Regions from separate parts of the Mus musculus genome. Here region 2 is linked to region 1. The links are chromatin contacts, called in public Micro-C maps. All regions are on one chromosome and are shown on one strand. Each heading gives the region's core, a stretch centred on a gene start, on an enhancer-like site or on the middle of the called end of the contact. The rest is flanking DNA. Distances are from core to core; before and after follow the strand shown. Region 1 overlaps Slc22a23 (solute carrier family 22, member 23). Region 2 has its middle 35 kb from the start of Gm40908.

The links. Hi-C and Micro-C count contacts between places; a contact is called where the count stands out from the background.
Region 2: a contact with region 1 is called in a Micro-C map of trophoblast stem cells, with 5 times the contacts expected there. The contact joins two enhancer-like sites. A contact is called at or near these places in 5 of 484 Hi-C or Micro-C datasets (conventional type 1 dendritic cells, embryonic fibroblasts, liver and 2 more), 1 of 115 datasets of contacts at active chromatin or transcription factors (astrocytes) and 1 of 9 other capture datasets (adipose tissue).

What each region holds. Positions count from the first base shown.
Region 1 is chr13:34,192,161-34,195,866 of GRCm38.p6, forward strand. Slc22a23 (solute carrier family 22, member 23) reads right to left here. Exons shown (of 10, transcript NM_001382849.1): 7 at 3,092-3,324; 8 at 1,234-1,266; 9 at 1-119. Among named protein-coding and RNA genes, the nearest start is that of Gm52037, 3.9 kb to the right of the region's middle. Within about 2 kb of position 1,476, at least 83 of the 459 cell types and tissues checked have an H3K27ac peak or open chromatin away from gene starts, as enhancers often do. A contact at or near this core is called in trophoblast stem cells, where this site is marked.
Region 2 is chr13:34,445,238-34,449,021 of GRCm38.p6, forward strand. No RefSeq gene overlaps it. Among named protein-coding and RNA genes, the nearest start is that of Gm40908, 35 kb to the right of the region's middle. Within about 2 kb of position 1,719, at least 19 of the 459 cell types and tissues checked have an H3K27ac peak or open chromatin away from gene starts, as enhancers often do. A contact at or near this core is called in trophoblast stem cells, where this site is marked.

The sequences.
Region 1 (3,706 bases), core at 226-2,725:
CACTGTGGGAGTGATCTCTGCACAGAAGAAGACACTGAGGCTCCCCACCGCATGGGATGCAAACATTCCCACGATGGAAAACGCAATGGAGAACTTGTCCTTGACGCTGTCACTCATCCCTGAAGGAGAATCCAAAGAAGGCGACCATGAGGTAGGAGAAAAAGGAAAAGAACAGAAGCCAGGCAAGGGGTGAGCTGAGACGAGAATGGGGGAAGGGAAGCCAGGGATATCCCAGGAGCTCGCTCCTCCCCAATGACTAGTTTGTGATACAGTTGGGCATGCAGTGGCCTTTGGGTGAGCAGTCCTCTAGGCCGAGGAGCCTGGAGTCCTTTAAAGCGTTCTCTTGGTGTCTGTTAGTGCCTTGGACACTAAGCATGCTGAGCTCACAGTGGCCAGTAGAATTACTCAGCCAGAAGCTATGCCAGGCAGGCTAAGGTTCTCCTGTTGCCACAGTGCTAAGGTGCCCACTATCTGCCCTGGATTCCAGGCTGCAATCTCAGGGTGGACCCACCCAACCCAGAGTCAGTGCTGATTTAAGTATAGAAAAACTACACATGACCCAAATGGAATAATTCATGGGCCCCGAGGGGAGGGAAAGCATTCAGCAGTCTCTATGCCTACAGGTGGCACTGGAGCCTAGCTAGCACGAGGCAGTACTGCACACAGTGTTGGCATGCGTAGGGGCTGTGCTTCTCAGCTCAGCTTAGTTTCCCTCAGGGCTGCATGGAGGGCAAGTGCTGTCATGGGCACTGGTAGCATGGGTTTGGTGGGGGCAGGCAGGTTTCATAGCAGCATGGGATATAGGGCAGCACCTCTGCTGTTCTCCCTCCCCCCTCCCCCATTGGAGAGCAGCAAGCTTGCATGAGTCATGAGGAGATAATGGCTCTCCCTGCAGCAAGGACGACCAAGCCCCAACCCTCCCACCTTCTCATCCTGACTAGCTGCTGACCAAGGACAAAAGCACTGGTGCTGGATCGGGGGCTGGGAGGGCATGCAAGCCAAGCTGCGCACAACCAGGGAGACAAGAGTGGCTTCCTCTAGCACAAGATGGGGATAGAGAATACAAATATATGCTTATAGTGTCCAACCTACGGCCAACTTCAGCTGCAATTCTTGAAGGGCAAAGAATGGAAGGGAGAGAGGAAACAGAAACCGATTGGTGAGTCCTTGTGGCAACTCTTGTGCGGACGTAATAGAAGCCAAGGAAGCCCAGGGAGAATCTTCAGTACTCACCTGAGTCTGGATGCTGGCTGTATTTGCCGATCACTGGAGCCGCGATGGGATGGACGCACCCACATACACAGGGTAACGAGAGTGGGAAAGAGGAAGAAGGCTTGTGAGGTATAGGGTGGCTGCCGAGTGTTCCCACATGAATTGTTTCTATGTGAACTTCCTTTTAAGTCTGAGTTGGTGCTGGCTGCCTGGGCAGTGGAATTCACACTGGACTAAACAAAGACCTTTTTGTTTGAAGAGAGGGCTAAGGCCCTATTTGCCACGGGGTCTGGGAGACAACACAATCCTGCAGAGAGGATCCAAGCGGACCTGAACAGAGCCTCTCTGCATAGAAAGTTATTCAAGTGGTACTCTTGGTCTGTGCCATGGGGTATTGCTCACAGTGAGAAGGCCTATCAGGCCACATTTATGCTTCTCCAAACCCAACTCTTCATAACTCCTGCCTTTTGCCCGGAGTCCCTGTGGCATTCCTGTTCAATACCAAAGAGGGCAGGTGGGATACTCTGGGTGCTGAGGGACCCTGACATATTTGTCTCAACTGAGTAAGCTGGACGGAGGCTTTCTGAAAGGTCAGCTAGGCAGTGTCCACCCAGGGCGACAGAGAACAGCTATTGGTTTTCTATCTTTGTTATCACCCAAGCATGATAGATAAGAACACAATTACATTAGGAAAACCACCTGTTTTGAAACCAGCTCTTCTGTAACCCAGTCTGCACCAAGGCTGTCATGACTTGTGGTGCAGGGGACAATAGGTACGTTTCACTATGCAGCTGGGGTAAGCTTTCCTCCAAAGAGGGGTGTTCAGTGGCACCCATTTCCCTGTGTTCTGAGCCTGTCCCAGGGAAGGGGTCTAGCATGAGAAGATGCCAGTGGTCTGCACTGTGTTCTGGGCAGGTGGGAAGGAGGCAGTGGGATTTTTTGTACTTAGGTGAGTGGTTATTTATGAGGATTGCACAGCAGTTAATGAAGGACTAAGTGGGCTCTCTAGATTTGTTTTAAGGTGATATGTGACATTTACCGAATACTTTGATAAATGATAAATTTGGGAAAATCAATAGAAAAACTGTGTCCCACACAAGAATGCCCAGACTTTCACTCTATTGTTGAAGAAGGACATGTCTGTCCTCCTTATGTGAAAAGCATACAAACGGTCTGCCCATAGTGAAGCCATGTTTACAGGGACACACACAGAGGCTTGGGAGTTACAGTGCCTCCAGAGAGCTCTTCTTTGGGGCCATAGGCCTGTGGCCTATGTGGGTGGGAGGAAGAGGGGAGGCCTAGCAGTTCACAGAGTCAGAGGACAGTATGTTCTACTAAAATTCCATCCTTCCTGAAGCAAGTTCTTGTGGCTATCGATTTCAGAATGACACTCTCAGGACATAGAAAACTTCTCTCAAGTCTCATCTAGTCCTTCCATTATAGTTTTGATCTTTAAAGTCCCCCAAAGGCCATTATGTTGAAGGCTTGGTCTCCACCCAGGGCAGTATGGGGAAGCAGACCTTTAGGAAGTAGAGCGTCATGGGCGCAGAGTCATGTACTTGAAGGTGAGCTCTCAAAGAGGACATTGGGACTCTAGATCCCTTTCTTTGATTTCTACATGCCATAAAGCAAATGCATTTCTCTGCCATATACTCCTTTCATGTGTTGTCCTGCTACAGGCTCCAATGGGTCAACAAACCATGGACTGCTTGAAAAGTCCAAATCTGTAAGCCAAACAAACCTTCCTTCTCTTTAAGTTGATTGTCTCAAGTATTTTGTTACACAAACAGAAAGCTGCCATGCCTGCCAAGATCTCTGGTATTATGCTAGCTCCCTTCCCTAGCATTCTTGCCTTGCCTCCCTTTTCCAGCCTACTCACAGTTGAGAAGCCCGAGCTGTAGAAGTGAGGCCAGGGCAGTGAGGATCATGAAGAGCAGCAGCCCTCCCCTGCGCCCGAGGAACTTGACTACCAGACACATGGCTAGGCAGGAGGCCAGTGCGATGCTGGCCATGGTGTAGTAGTCAGCGTAGAAGTTCTCCAGGAGCGGCACCTTCACTTCATGGCCCATCATGCTTCTTGCAAAGCAGTGGTGGATCCCGTACCCTGTCAGCCTGCAGGAGACACGCACATACACACACTGAGAGGCTGGGTGGCATGCTCTGAGATAAGAGGCTGCCTGGCCTTCTAGGGATGACCAAGAGATAGAGAAGCATTTTACACGTGAAAGGAAAGCATGCTGTGACTACACATGAACCAGAGAGAGAGTTTGATGGAAAGAGACATCAAAGAAACCTTGAGGTATTTTTGTTCACCAAGGGTGTAGGACAAAGCACCTACTGTGTGCTAGTTTACTCTTATGTCAGCACAAGAACATGGCCATATCCACTTGGCAGACCTGCAGCAGATATAGGGCATATCTTGGTTGGTTGGTGACTGCCTCCGAGTCACTCTGCCTGTCTGGGTTTCTGTTTCCTTTTCTGAGTACTCAGAGTG
Region 2 (3,784 bases), core at 469-2,968, 250 kb after region 1:
CTGTCCAGTTTCCACCTCCCATTCTTACCATCCCCAACTCTGAAGAGGTAATCCTAATTGCTATTAGGGAATCCAGGGAATGACCCATCTGACTCCTTAGAGCTGAATGTGAGAAATGGGTATGTCAGTTCTAACAGATTTTGATTTGGGCATTAAAAAAAATATCCTCTGCAGGGCTGGAGAGGTTTGCACTGGAAGGGGGCTGGCTGCTCTTCCAAATGATCTGAGTTTATTTCCCTGTACTCACAAGAGTCTGTGACTCCAGCCCCAGGGCATCTGGTCCCCTCTTCTGGCCTCTGTGGACACCAGTTACACACAGTGGTACATCGACATACATGCAGACAGAACTCTTATACACAAAAAGTAGATAAATAAAGAACAAACAAACGAACAAACAAACAAACCTCTGTTCTAGCTTCCTTGGCTTTCTACCTAAGGCCTGCAATGCCAATACTTCGTGCCTTAACCTCTCCTTCACTTATCTTTCCAGGTGCCAGAGATGAGGGATTCCTTCCCTCCATTTGACAGTTGCACACATAAAACCACTGATGCACTTTGGGGCTTTTAAAATTTCCTTGAATTTTAATGAAGTAGGATCTATTCATTTTCTTCTTTCTCTATCCCCTCCCCCATTTTCACCCAGTGCTAGAGATCAAAGCCAGGGTCTCCCACATGGTAGGTAAGAGGCTTTTCATTTTGTATGTATCTGTTGTTCCTTGGGCAACTTGCACTTTCTTAAATTTTTTTGCTTTCAAAAAAGTCTCCCACTAACCTGGAACTCACTGAGTAGACTAGACTGGCAGGCCAGTGAGCCTCAGGGATCTCCCTGTCTCTGCCTTCTCAGCTATAGATTATACAGTCGCACAACCTTACCTTCTTACCTTACCTAGATGTGTTTGTTGGATGTGGGTTCTGGGATCAGAACTACTTTATTGTCTGAGCTATCTCTCCGAAGATGAATGAGTGTTCTCAAAATATGTTGGCCATTTGTATTTGTCCTTTTATAATAAACTTGCTTATTTATTCCATTAAGCTTTACTTTTTCTTCACATATATTACTGCATTTTCTGCACTGTGCTTGGTCGCCCCCCTCCACCCCGCCCACCACGACACACTTATGGGTCTTGCTAGGTAGCTTAGGCGGACTGGGAATTGGAGATCCTTCTGCCTCCAGGCTCTGAGTGCTGATATCACAGGCGTGGGTTAGATTGCTTTTGAATTACCATGAATTACCCTTTAATTACCGCCACGTCATGTCACATGCAAACCAAAGACAAAGAAGTCTCAGGAACTTCCAGTTTGGCCAACTGTACTGCCCTCGGGTGAGACAGGCAGGCCAGGGCAGGGCTATGAGCCTGTCTGATGTGCATTCTCAGTGGGCGAGCTCCACACACAGGCAGGCAACAGTTCCAGCTTGCTGACTTGGGAAGCAGAGCCCCCCCCCAACCCCCCAAGGGGCAAGGACTCTGCTCATGGCCCACTGGAGTGGAAGTACTTCAGGTGCCCAGGTCAGCAACTCTGTGTAGAAATGGGAGACATAGGCTGGGAAGGATATCAACCATGCCCACTTGGAGAGCCTGTTCATGGGACAGACCCCCTACTCTAAAAGGGAAATCCTAGGCTCCCACTCCTGTGGAAGGGCAACTAAGTCTCCACCCAGGCTGCTCTGACCCAGGCAGCAATGAAAGGCAAGAGTCTCTTTGACAGGTCAGTGAGAAATTGCTCAGGGCCATCTCAGCCATCAAAGTAAACACCATAAACCTTTTCCATGGGCCATGCCAGGCCTAGGCTGGCTGTGTTCCAGGCCCTCATGGCCATTGCTTCTGAAACTAGTTATGTGTTTGTCTTCAAAGACCTCTGCTATCATTAACAAGGGGAAGGGAGTTGACATTTATTAAGAACCTACTAAGTGCCAGGTACTGCTGTCAGCATATTCCAGTAGGCAGATTCAACTAAGGGAGGAATGGTCACCTGGGACTTGCATAGTTCAGATGAGAAAGACTTGTTCTTTAAGGTTTCATATGTAAAATAAGGAAGAAAAATCAAGGATCTGGAAACCAAACCACTCTTCCCAGTCACTAATATCAACAGCTTAGTTGCTAAGAAGTGTGAGGAGGAAGCAATACAGGAGTTGGGTTAGCAGCTAACTAGGAGGATTGCACACCAGTGGTCTACAGCACTTAAGGCCACTAGTGCTAACACAAACTTATCATGTAGTTCAAAATGACTAGAAGCAAAGATGTTGAAGGTTCCCAGTACACACGCATTCGAGAGTGCGCGCTCACATGCGTGCGCTCCCCTCCATACCCCCCTATCACACAAAGGTGCTAAATACAACCACTCACCAATCTGATCAGTGCATTGTAGATCTGTGTCACACTATCACAACTTGTGTCACAAACATGCACAATTGTTAGTTAAAAATTGAAAAATAGATACACACTCTTTTTTTTTTAATTAGAATTTACTTTATTTACATTTCAAATGTTGTCCCCTCTCCTGGTTTCTCCTCTAAAAACCCACTATCACCTCCCCCATCCCTCAAGCTCCCCTCCTCATGCTCACCAACCCAGCCACACCCACTTCCTGGTCCTGGCATTCACATACACTGGGACATAGAGCCTTCACACGACCAAAGGACTCTCCTCCTGTTGATGACCGACTAGGCCATCCTCTGCTACATATGCAGCTAGAGCCATGAGTCCCACCATGTGTTTTCTTTGGTTGGTGGTTTAGTCCCTGGGAGCTCTGGGGGTACTGGTTAGTTCATATTGTTCTTCCTCCTATGGGGCTGCTAACCCCTTCAGCTCCTTGGATACTTTCTCTAGCTCCTTTATTGGGGACCCTGTGCTCAGTCCAATGGTAGGCTTCGAGGATCCACCTCTGTATTTGTCAGACATTGGTGAAGCCGCTCTGAAGACAGCTATAACTGGCTTCTGTCAGATCCAGGACTGGCTCACCTGGAGATCCTTCCCATATACAATCACCAAACCCAGACACTTTTGTGGAAGCACACTCTTGCCCTTTGTGATTCTAGATATGTTGTACGTGTACACAGTATCTTATAGCATCAAGTCAAATTTATTATATATTTACATCTGTAATCTATTTCATATAAAGCATAAACTTATCATACAGTATATATTGTACAATATGCATTTCTCCTTTTTTATTCTTTTTTATTAGAGATTTTCTTTATTTACATTTCAAATGCTATCCTGAAAGTTCCCTATACCCTCCCCCTGCCCTGCTCCACTACCCACCCACTCCCACTTCTTGGCCCTGGTGTTCCCCTGTACTGGGGCATATAAAGTTTGCAAGACCAAGGGGCCTCTTTTCCCAATGATGGCCGAATAGGCCATCTTCTGCTACATATGCAGCTAGAGACATGAGCTCTGGGGGTATTGGTTAGTTCATATTGTTGTTCCACCTATAAGGTTGCAGACCCCTTCAGCTCCTTGGGTGCTTTCTCTAGCTTCTCCACTGGGGGCCCTGTGTTCCATCTTATAGATGACTGTGAGCATCCACTTCTGTATTTGCCAGGCACTGGCAAAGCCTCATAGGAGACAAATACATCAGGGTCCCTTCAGCAAAATCTTGCTGGCATATGCAACAGTGTCTGAGTTTGGGGAATGATTATGGGATGGATCCCCAGGTGCGGTAGTCTTTGGATAGTCCATCCTTTTGTCTTAGCTCCAAGCTTTGTCTCTGTAACTCCTTTCATGGGTATTTTGTTCCCTATTCTAAGGAGAAATGAAGTATCCACACGATGGTCTTCCTTCTT